2 separate regions of the Oryctolagus cuniculus genome follow, and region 1 is linked to region 2. A link is a contact called in public Micro-C data. All regions are on one chromosome and are shown on one strand. The core of a region is the stretch at or near the end of the contact, and the rest is flanking DNA. Distances in the headings are between cores, read along the strand shown.

What was found. Hi-C and Micro-C count contacts between places; a contact is called where the count stands out from the background.
Region 1: a contact with region 2 is called in a Micro-C map of ear pinna, with 6 times the contacts expected there. The contact joins the promoter of NXT1 here to the promoter of THBD in region 2. A contact is called at or near these places in 3 of 6 Hi-C or Micro-C datasets (ear pinna, psoas muscle and an unstated tissue).

Annotation. Positions count from the first base shown.
Region 1 is chr11:47,563,223-47,568,517 of mOryCun1.1, reverse strand. It overlaps NXT1 (nuclear transport factor 2 like export factor 1), which reads right to left and starts at 3,156. Exons shown (of 2, transcript XM_002710938.5): 1 at 3,023-3,156; 2 at 223-979. The coding sequence starts at 918. The coding sequence ends at 496. It overlaps LOC138844339 (a long non-coding RNA gene), which reads left to right and starts at 3,342. Exons shown (of 2, transcript XR_011380024.1): 1 at 3,342-3,474; 2 at 3,715-4,898.
Region 2 is chr11:47,343,013-47,348,276 of mOryCun1.1, reverse strand. It overlaps THBD (thrombomodulin), which reads left to right and starts at 2,367. Exons shown (of 1, transcript NM_001082144.1): 1 at 2,367-5,264. The coding sequence starts at 2,517. The coding sequence ends at 4,259.

The DNA.
Region 1 (5,295 bases), core at 1,907-4,406, 220 kb before region 2:
AGCGCCGTTGCTCGGCTCTGCCCTCAAAGACCTGGCTGCTCGGCTCTGCCCTCAAAGACCTGGCTGCAGTGGGCCTGGCGTGTGGCAGGGCTGGGTGATGCTGCGTGAGCTGCAGCCTGGGGTCACTGTGTGCACCCCCCGTGCCAGGGCCAGGAACTCAGGCCTCTGCCCACATCTAACCCTCCTCTCCTCCCCCTCCCCTTGAAACTCAAACACATCAGGTAAAAGGAAAAGCAGCGATGTTTATATTATGCTGTCAGAACTTCCAGATCTGGTTTCTCTACTAAGCAGGTAGAAAAATAGAAAAGTCTGCTAGGTTGAAAAGGCGACAAGGACAAGTGAGTCCCTGTCAGGAGAGTGGCTCCTGGGACTCGCGCATGGTTCAGCCTCAGCGCAGGGCGCTCTGTGGAGTCTCTGCAGCCGCAGAGGAGAACCTGGGGTCCCCGCCTCCTGAGATCCGTGCCTGGCGTCTCTCCCCACACAGCAGGGGCGCCCCTAGTTGGCCCAGTCCTGGAAGCGGAAGCAGTCACTGGCGATCTTCCACACGGTGTTGCTGGGTGAGGCCTGCGCGGTGAGGATGAAGTTCTGGTTGAAGTCCCGCTGTTTGTTGCCCTCGAACTTCACCGTCCCACAGATGACCACGAGCACCGTGGTCTGGCTCGGCGTGGCTTCGTCGTGCACAGGCTGGCAGTCCACCACGCTGATCTGGAACTCACTGGAAGGCAGCATCTCAAAAAACTCGCTCAGGGACTCGTGTCCTGAGACGGCGTTTCCATTCCACACGAGGGTGGCGGTGCCCATGTACAGGCGCGAGAGCAGTCGCCGCCGCTTGTCCATGGTGGTGTAGTAGACGTTGACGAACTCCTCGGCCGCCCGGCACGCCTGGTCCACGTAGGTCTTGAAGTCCACAGACGCCATCCTCGCTGCTGTGGGTGTGGGGTCCCGCCGGGGCGTCGTCTCGGACCGGAGAAGCCCAGGGCTGCGGGGCAGGGAGGGTGAAGAGAACACGCGTTAGTGCCCAAGTGCGTCCTGCTGACATCCCAGGGGCAAACCCGAGACGCGGAGCAGAGGCAGCCACAGCCTCAGTGTGTCCACGGCGGGACGGGACCGTCACTGCTGTGGCATCAGATCAGCCGGGTACATCGGGGCTTAGTTGACAAATCCCATTTTACAGGGTGCAGCGTGTCTGATGAGGGAAGCGCCGGGGCACAGGTGTGGGTGCCCCTACAGAGAGTGGCAGCGCCCTTCCTGGGCGTGGTCAGCAGCTGCAGGTGCACACAGCATTCCTGGCTCAACCAAGGCCAAGCACACAGGCAGGGTGAACTTGCAGCCGCTGAGTTTGAAAGGCCTTTTAAAGTGCCCCGCACCCCACCCCCCAGGAAGCAGAAGCCAGATTCTCACACTTGATCTCAGCCAAAAGGCCGAGAAGGGATGCCCGATTCTCAATAGGTTAAGACAACAAATGTCCAGAGGACACGACCCAAATGGCAGCCACAATCCCCCCAGGGCGAGGGGAGCTTAAGGGGCGCAGAGCCGACTTCTGCAGGGCTGACACCCACCAGGGGATACCCATGGGGCCGCAGGGCCACGACAGATGGGCTCTGCAAAGCTACATCTCTTTAAAAGAAAAATCCAAAAGCATAAATAACATTTGCTATTTCCAGGGAACAATCACAATTGTTATATTTTTCATATGATTAAAAAAGTTTCACTTAAAACCCAACAGAGAACAATATTATTAAAATAGTGGATTTCTTTTCTTTTTTTATATTTATGTATTTGAAAGGCAGAGTTAGAGAGAGAGAGAGAGAGAGAGAGACTTTTCCAACCGCTGGTTCACTCCCCAGATGGCCGCAGCTGTTAGGGCTAGGCCAAAGCCAGGAGCCTGGAGCTTCACCCGGGTCTTCCACGTGGGTCCAAGGGCCCAGTGCTGTCTTCCGCTGCTTTCCCAGGCCATAGCAGAGAGCTGGACCGGAACCACAGCAGTTGGGTCTCAAGCAGGCTGTCCTAAGGGCTGCCAGGGTCCCAGGTGCTGGGCCCCTCGATCGCCCGCCCCTCCCCCCCATTTCAAAGACCTTGCCTTAGGAACAAAAACAAAAACAAAATTCGGCTTTTTAAAAAGTCTATGTATTTACTTGCTTGACAGGCAGAGTGACGCAAGAGGTGGAGGAAGAGATCTTCCCCCAAATGTCACCAACACAGCCAGGGCTGGGCCAGGCCAAAGCCAGGAGGAGCCAAGAGCTCCACCCGGCTCTCCCACGTGGGTGGCAGGGGCCCGTGGACTAACCCCAGGACTCCAACATGGGCTGCGGGCGTCCCAAGCTGCGGTTTAATTCGAGGTGCCACAGTGCCGGCCTCAGCCCCCTTGAAAAAACACTCGGCTTCTGACATGGATGGAAGATTCCATCCAGGGTTGGGGGCTGACAAACGCGGTGGTCTGGCCCCCGGGAGACCCCTGCCGGCTGCCCGATCCTGGAGCCAGCCACTGCCCTCCCTGGGTGTCTCCACTCCCCCCATGGACTTCAGGGTTGAGCCCCGCCAAGCCCGCACTCGGCCAACGCCGGCACCCTGGCGCGGGGGCTTCCTGGAGGCCGCCGGGCTGCACCTGCCGCCCCGCGCGCACCGCAACCCTCCCCGCCCGGCTCCCCCGGCTCAGCCTGTCTGTCACGCCCCCACTTCTGTTCCAAGCCATCTCAGGCGCAAGCTACCACCCTCCCCCGCGCAGCTACCAAATCCGAGGGCGAGGGAGCGCGAGCGCGCTGCCCACTCGGACCGGCCGGCCCCTGGCCTGGGACCTGCCGCTCCCCTCCCTGGACATCGGGTTCGCCGTCGCGCGTCCCGCACAGGCCACAGCCCGCAGCTCACCCGCATCGAAACCACGTGCGCAAATTTCCAACCCCGCGTCTTACTCTTGACCACGGGGGGGGGGGGAGTCGGCGAGGGCACGCACGTGGGCAGGGGTCTCGGGGTACCCCGCGCAGGCTGTGGGGCCCTCGGACTACCACGCAGGGCAGGCACCCACCTGTGAGGGCAGCGCCAGCCGCGGCGAGTCCGGTCCGGGAGTCCCCCGCGCGGTCGCGGCCTCGCGAAGGGAACCAGCCCCGGAAGGCCGAGCGGCGTACGCCGCTCACTTCGGGAAGAGCCGTTCCTTCTCCTTTCTTTTTTCTTCTGAGAAGCTCCGCCCGCGTCGCCGGAGCCCCAGAGCCCATGGACGTTAGGACGCCGTCCGCCGGTTCCCGCTCGAGGTCCGCGGTGTTCCGCGCAGGCGTGAGCGCCTCGGTCCCGCCCACTCCCGCCTCCCCTTGACAGGCTTCTAGATCCATCTGTAAGACGGCGAGCCTGAAGGCTGGCTCCGCCCAGGTGTGGCTCAAAGGAGCGGCGATTTCCGGGAAAGGCGCCTTCCCAGAAGACCACGGCAAGTTCGCGCTCGAATTTTCATTGGTCTAACCAAGTCCCAGACTCCGGCCCCCGCTGGTGAGATGCGACCTCTGATTGGGTTAAACCTCCAAGATCCCGCCTCTCCACTTGCTCTCCATTGGTTGCGGCGAGAGGCGGGTCGGGAAAGATAGGGGAAGGGCGGTGGGCGGTGGGGAGATGCGTTCCTTCCACGTTCACCTGTGTGGCGCGATCCCATGTAAAAGACCCGGGAAATGTCACGACTGGATGCGCTCTCGGGAAGCAGCAGCCGCTGACGTAGCCGATGCTGTCGATCAGACGCAGAGTGTCCGTGGGGACGCCGATGGAAGTCTACCTGGTGCAACCAACACCTGAGCGGATCTATCCCGCCAGAGCTGACACCCTAACGCACGCGCAGAGGGAGACCGGCTTCCGCCAAACGGAGACGATTCGAGGGTGGGGACGGAGGTGTGGCTGGGGAGGGAAGGTGGCAGTTGCGCCCAAGCGACGCCGTGGCACGGCGGCCTCCTGTGTCTGCGAACCGAGGGGCCCTGGGGAAGCCGCTGCCCCCAGCTCCGGCCGCCGCGAGCTTCGTGGGTGCGGCAGTTCAGTTCTGCGGCGTGGGAACCACGGCCCGGCTAACCCGGGGACCTGGGAAACTGGAACATGCAAATAAAAAAGCCCTCAGCTGCCTCCTCCCGTTCTGAGAGGCTCTTTCCTTGCAAAGCCGGGCAGAGCCCTTAGCCCGTGGCTTGGCTGCGGCGCGTGGAGTTTAATCTGCTCTTTGCTTGTGTTCCTGAGACAACCCTTGCTGTCACATTTCAGGACTTGTTCTCATTTTGAGAGATAGAGAGAGGAGAGCTTGTGCGCCCATCCTCTGGTTCACTCCCCAGATGCCCACAACATCTGGAGCAGGCTCTCCAGCAAGTGCATGGCTGCAGGAAATGGGGTGAGGTATGTCCCCAGAGGAGCCTGGGACTCCACCCGGGTCTCCCACGTCGGTGCCAGGGGCCCAGTAACTTCGGCCATCGTTTCTGCCTTGCAGGGTGTATGTTAGCAGGAAGCTGGAGGCTGGAGCCAGGGTGTGGATCCAGGCAGTTAACTGCTAGGCTAAAGGTCCATCGCTCCTGGGCTATTTCTTGCAGGCCACCTCTCGCTTCATACAGTGGGTGAAAATGTGGGTTATTGAAAATAATTTGGAGGCAGAGTAGAGAGGGTGAGTGAGCCTCCTCGGAGTAGTGGTCCTTTTAAATCGAGTTTTTAGGGGATGGCATTGTGGCTCACGGGTTAAGCTGTCGACTGCAGCGCTGGCTCACCCCCGCTCCCCCATAGGCGATAAAGCAGCATAAACGGTCCAACCCACGGTGGCAGGCCTGGAAGAAGCTCCTGGCTCCAGGACTCAGCCTGGCTGTTGCAGCCATCTGGGGAGTGAACCAGAGGATGGAAAATCTCTCTGTAACTTTGACTTTCAAATAAATCTTATAATAAAAAATAAAAGTTGGCACAAAGTTACTTGCACATTAACTAACGTGGCTTAGACGACTGTGGCAAGTGCGTTAGCCTCTCTAGAATGAGGCCATGCTAATATCCATGGGCTCAGGCTGATGTGAAGAGGGAGGGGAAATGGTGCCAAGAGCTTTGCACGAGGCCCAGCACAGAGCAGAATGGTGGGGTGACATTTGACATCAATAGCAGCTTCAGTGTTTGCCAGCAATCCCACCCCTCCTCGTGATGGGCTTACAACCTGCGACAGGCACATTGACAAATTGGTAGGATTTGTCACCAGCCCACATGGGCAACGTTCTGAAGATGAGCCTGGCTTACGTGACCAGGGAGCCTGTGGACCCCTGTGCCCCGTGGAACCCGTCCAGGGAGGAAAAGGCACATCTGTCGTGTGTA
Region 2 (5,264 bases), core at 1,118-3,617:
GGAGAATGGCGAAGTCAGGGGTGCGAAGTCAGGGGTGCGAATGGCCAGGGAAATGGCCTTGGGAAAGATGAAGACTAAAAACAAGTTCTCAGCAACTTTTTGGGTGTTCTTCCAGGAGACTGTTCCAGGGGTCCAGGAGGTCTTGGCTGTTGAGTCCACAGGGAGGGCAGCTGGATCAGAAGCCTTGTCCAAAGGGAAGTGGGCATGTCATCCATGGAGAGGCAGGAAGAGTGGCCCATCCCCAGGTGCAGAACAGATAGCCAGATGGGGGGCGGGACAGAGGGCAGTTTAGAATATGCAAAGTAGGCTGCCAAGTGGGGGCTGGAGGGGAGAAAGTCACCAGGTCCAGGAAGGTACAGGGGATGCTGCCTGGTGCGTGTGCCCACGCATCTTTCTGCAGAGTAACCCAGACTGCCCAGGCCACCACGAGACAACACCATACTGCCTGGGTGGTAGCTCGAACTGCTTCCTGCACTTCTTCAAGTGAGGGCTGGTCCAAGGTACCCCAGCATCACTGAGTTCTTGGTAGATTCCCTTGGCAGGAATCCAGGAGCACCAAGTAAGACACAACTGAAGATGGCACCGGGAAACAGCTAAAAACCCTCTGAGAATGGCACCAGGGAGGCAAGACCTGTTATGTTAAGGCTCGCAGTCCCTCTTGGGGGCCTCTGTTTCAGTTTGTCACTCAGCTGCCACAGTCTCAAAACTTCTAGTGGTTGAACAAGGGACCCAGGTTTTCACCGTCACGGTGCACTGGATGCTGTTATGACAGCTAGGGCTGTCCTGTCTTGTGTCTCCTCCTTCCAGGAAATTTTCACTGGGGTTCTGCTCCCATGGGAAACCACGCCCGCTCCAGGACTGGCTGCACCCCCGGCCAGCCCTGCTGCAGCGCCCACCTCCCTGGGCAGGCTGTTTGCAACCAAGTCACGACCAGTGGCTCGGCCAAAGCAGCCCGATTTCCTCATCTCCAGGGGTTTCTGCTCCAAGTTGCTGGAGCTCAGACCTCAGCATCCAGCTGCACTCCTGCGCTGTCCTCATTGGTGAGATGGGGGCAGCCCCCAGGCGGGACGCTCCTGTGGAAGCCCCGCAGGGCACAGCGCTCAGCCTCCACCCCTGGGCACCGGGTCGGGCTGTCCACGCCCCGCCCCTGCGGTCACTGCCGGTCAGTACAGCCCGATCCCCTCTCCGCCCAGCCCGGCGCTTGTCTTTGGCACGTGAAGATGCCACACAGCCCTGGTCCCTTTTGAAGCCTGAGCTCTGTTGGCCCAGGGAGACCCGACGCGCAGCCACGGAATCCACGCGGGGCCAGGCCCCTGCGCTCCCCACACTCCTAACCCTTGTTCGCTGGACAGGTTTTGAGACCTCCAATTTCTTTGGTTTCGTCTGGAGTTCAACAGCGCCGCCTCCTGGTGCTTGGTCGCCAGTGGCCCGGGGTGGGCAAATGACCAGATGAACTCCAGGTGGGCGTGCTTGCTTGCTTTATTTATTTATTTATTTATTTATTTATTTTAACGGGTTTGTCTTTCTCTGTGAGCTACATATTGGACACACCCCTCCGCATTCCTAGTGAGTGAATACCCGTGATAAGGTGGAAAGCGACAGACCCTGCCGCCCACCCACGGCGCCGCCCGGCGTCCGCAAGTGGCACTTCCACGGCCGCCCGGTGTCCATTCGGTCTCAGGGCGGAAACGGTTCCCCGAGGCGCCCCCTGGGGCCCACAGCGCCTCCCTGCGACCTCCGTCAGGGGTGCCAGAAGTTGGACACGCACAGCCCCGGATGGGTGCGCTCCGCGACTCGCCAGCCCCCAGGGGTGCATCTGCAGCGCAACAGCAACCTCGCGGCTTTCCCACGCTGCCAAGCGGCGCTGTGGCCTCGGCCGGCCCGCCCCGCCCCGCCCCACCCCACCGCGCCCGCGCCTCCCTAGCCGGGAGCCCTGGCCCCGGGAGGCGGGCGAGGCCTGGCTCCCTCTCCTAGTGGACTCCGGTTGTCTTTGAGCAGGGCACCAGGTCTCCAGAACCGCGAGGTCCCCGGCGCTCACGCCCCTCTCCCACGCCCATTGGAAGCAATCCAAGCTGGCCTGCAAGTCCGCGTGAGCGTTCACGAAAACTAGCCAAGAGAACCGAAAGTTTGGGGAGGGGCCGCACGCGTCGGGGGCGGGCCCGCGGTCTCGGGGCTCCACCCGGGCTGGGTTTACTCATCCCCACGAGGTGATCCCAGGAGCGAGGGCGGGCGCAAGGCGTCCAGAGGACCCAGTAATCCGAGAATGCAACATCAGCCCTTCCCACCAGGCACTTCCTTCCTTTTCCCGAACGTCCAGGGAGGGAGGGCCGCGCACTTATAAACTCGCGCCCCGGCGGCCGAGCGGCGTGTCAGAGGCGGCCGCGCCGGGGCCAGAGAAGCGCCCGTCCAGGACCGACCGCAGCGGCTGCCCCCAACGCCCCTCCGCCCCGGCCCGGGCCGCGAAGCAACGCTCGCGCTTTCTCCGGCGGCGCCTGCGCGCGGTGCGCCCCGGCGGCATGCTCCGTGCCCTGCTCCTGCTGCTGGGCGCGCTGGCCCCGGCCGGTCTGGGGCTCCCGACGCACGCAGAGCCGCAGCCCGACGGCAGCCAGTGCGTGGAGCACGACTGCTTCGCTCTGTTCCGGGGCCCCGCGACCTTTCTCGCCGCCGGCCAGACCTGCAAGCGCCTGGGGGGCCACCTGATGACCGTGCGCTCCTCAGTGGCCGCTGATGTCATCTCCTTGTTGCTGAGCGACGACAGCCCACGCCTCTGGATTGGCCTGCAGCTCCCGACCGGCTGCAGCCACCCCGGGGACCTCGGGCCCCTGCGCGGCTTCCAGTGGGTGACCGGAGACAACCGCACCAGCTACAGCAGGTGGGCGCGGCAGGACGGCGGCGGCGCGCCAGTGTGCGGCCCGTTGTGCGTCACCGTCTCGGCCGCGAGCGCCGCTGCCCCCGGCGAGCCGGCCTGGGAGGAGCTGCCGTGCGGCACTGAAGTCGACGGCTTCCTCTGCGAGTTCCCCTTCGCGGCCTCATGCAGGCCCCTGTTGGTGGAGGCCGGCGCCGCGGCGGCCACGGCGCCGCACGTCTCCAGCACCTACAGCACGCCGTTCGGGGCCCGCGGCGCCGACTTCCAGGCGCTGCCCGTGGGCAGCTCGGCCGCCGTGGCACCGCTCGGCTTGGAGCTGACCTGTTACGCGCCGCCCGGGGCCGCCGAGGCGCGCTGGGGCCGGGAGGCCCCGGGAGCCTGGGACTGCAGCGTGGGGAACGGCGGCTGCGAGTTCGCGTGCAACGCGAGCGCTGGGGCTCCCCGTTGCCTGTGCCCGGACGGCGCCGCCCCGCAGGCCGACGGGCGCTCCTGCGCGCCCGCTGCGCCGCCCTCGTGCCACGACCTGTGTGAGCACTTCTGCGTGCGCACCTCGGACGCGTCCGGCTCCTACATGTGCATGTGCGAGACCGGCTACCGGGTGGCAGCCGACGGGCACCACTGCGAGGACGTGGACGACTGTGCCCTGGTGCCCAACCCGTGTCCGCAGCTCTGCGTCAACACGCAGGGTGGCTTCGAGTGCCACTGCTACCCCGGCTTCGACCTGGTGGACGGCGAGTGCGTGGAGCCCTTGGACCCGTGCTTCGGCACCAACTGCGAGTACCAATGCCTGCCGCTGGGCCAAAACTACCGCTGCATCTGTGCCGAGGGCTTCGCCCCGGTCCCGGACGAGCCGCACCGCTGTCAGATGTTCTGCAACCAGACGACGTGCCCGGCCGACTGCGACCCCAACTACCCGAGCACCTGCCTGTGCCCCGAAGGCTACATCCTCGACGAGGGCTCGCTGTGCGCCGACATCGATGAATGCGACAACGGCTATTGCCAGGACGAGTGCCGAAACCTCCCCGGCAGCTACGAGTGCATTTGCGGGCCCGATTCGCCCCTGGCCGGCCAGGTCAGCACTGAATGCTACCCTACGCAGGTGAGCGACGGCGGCGACGGCGGCGACGACGGCGGCTCCGGAGAGCCTCCAGGCTCCGGGGCGCCCGGCTCCACCCCGGCTCCGCCGCCGGCCGCCGGGCCGGTGCACTCAGGCGTGGCCATCGGCATCTCCATCGCCAGCCTGTCCCTGGTCGTGGCGCTCCTGGCGCTCCTGTGCCACATGCGCAAGAAGCAGGGTTCGGGGCGCGCCGAGCTGGAGTACAAGTGCGCGTCCCCTGCCAAGGAGGTGGTCCTGCAGCAGGTGCGGACCGAGCGGACGCAGCCCAAGCCTTGAGGGGGAAGGGAGCCCCTCCCTCCGCCCCCGCGCGCGCTCCAGGCCTGCCCTTGGCGCGGCCCTGACTTCCCTCCGGAGCGCCACCCCACCGCCCCTGTCTGGCTCCCTGGGCTGGCGCCACACCTGCGGAAGAGCCTCTTCGCCCTGGCTGAGAATCTCGCCGATTGCTTGTGTTGAGTTGGGCGGGTTGGGGGGGTCGTGAGGAGGCGGAGCCCCAGCCTTTGCCTGGAGGTCACCGACGCCCCCCTCCCCAGCCCTGCCCAGCTGCGCTGCCTGGAGACACCCGGACTACAGGGTCCCCCAAGTCACCTACGCGGGGCGCGGGAGGGGTGAGGCAGACTGGGTGGTGACCTTCAGGGCGGACCTTGACCCCAAGGGCTAGTGATGACCAAGATATTTATTTTTGTAAAACGTATTTGGGGCCCCTTTTTCTACCTGTGTGTTTCCAATGCTCGCTTTTCATCTCCCGCCTCCATCCTTGTCCACCCCCCCCCCCCCACACACACACCTTGGTGGCAGTTACACCGTCTTGGTGAACATTCCTCTCCCAGCTCCCGGGCTCTGGGCTCTCTTACATATAGAAAGCCAGGTGCCCCTTTGCCCTTGACTCATGGTCCTCGTTTCGCCTCCCAGGACGTGAAGCCAAAGCACCCCAGTCTCCCCACCTGTGCGAAAATAGGTGGGCAGTTGCGTTTTGCTCCAGACTTGCTACTTTATTCCAAAGTTTCAGGCCTGCAGGACAAAGCAAGGAAGGAGAAAACGTGAGAAGAATTCGTTCCGTTAACCTTGCTGAGCTGGCCAAGAAATGAAACCCTAGCAGGTTTTTTTAGAACTAGTGAGCCTGAGTTCTGTGATTGTTATCTTTGTGATTTGGACTGAAAAAAAAAATGGTGATTGTTGTAAGTTTTTTTACGCCGGTTTCTTTTGTCGTTATTATTAGTGCTTTTCGACAGTGTTAAAATGTTCCGATGTGTTCTTTAGAATGAGAGAAGAGAAGAAAAAAGC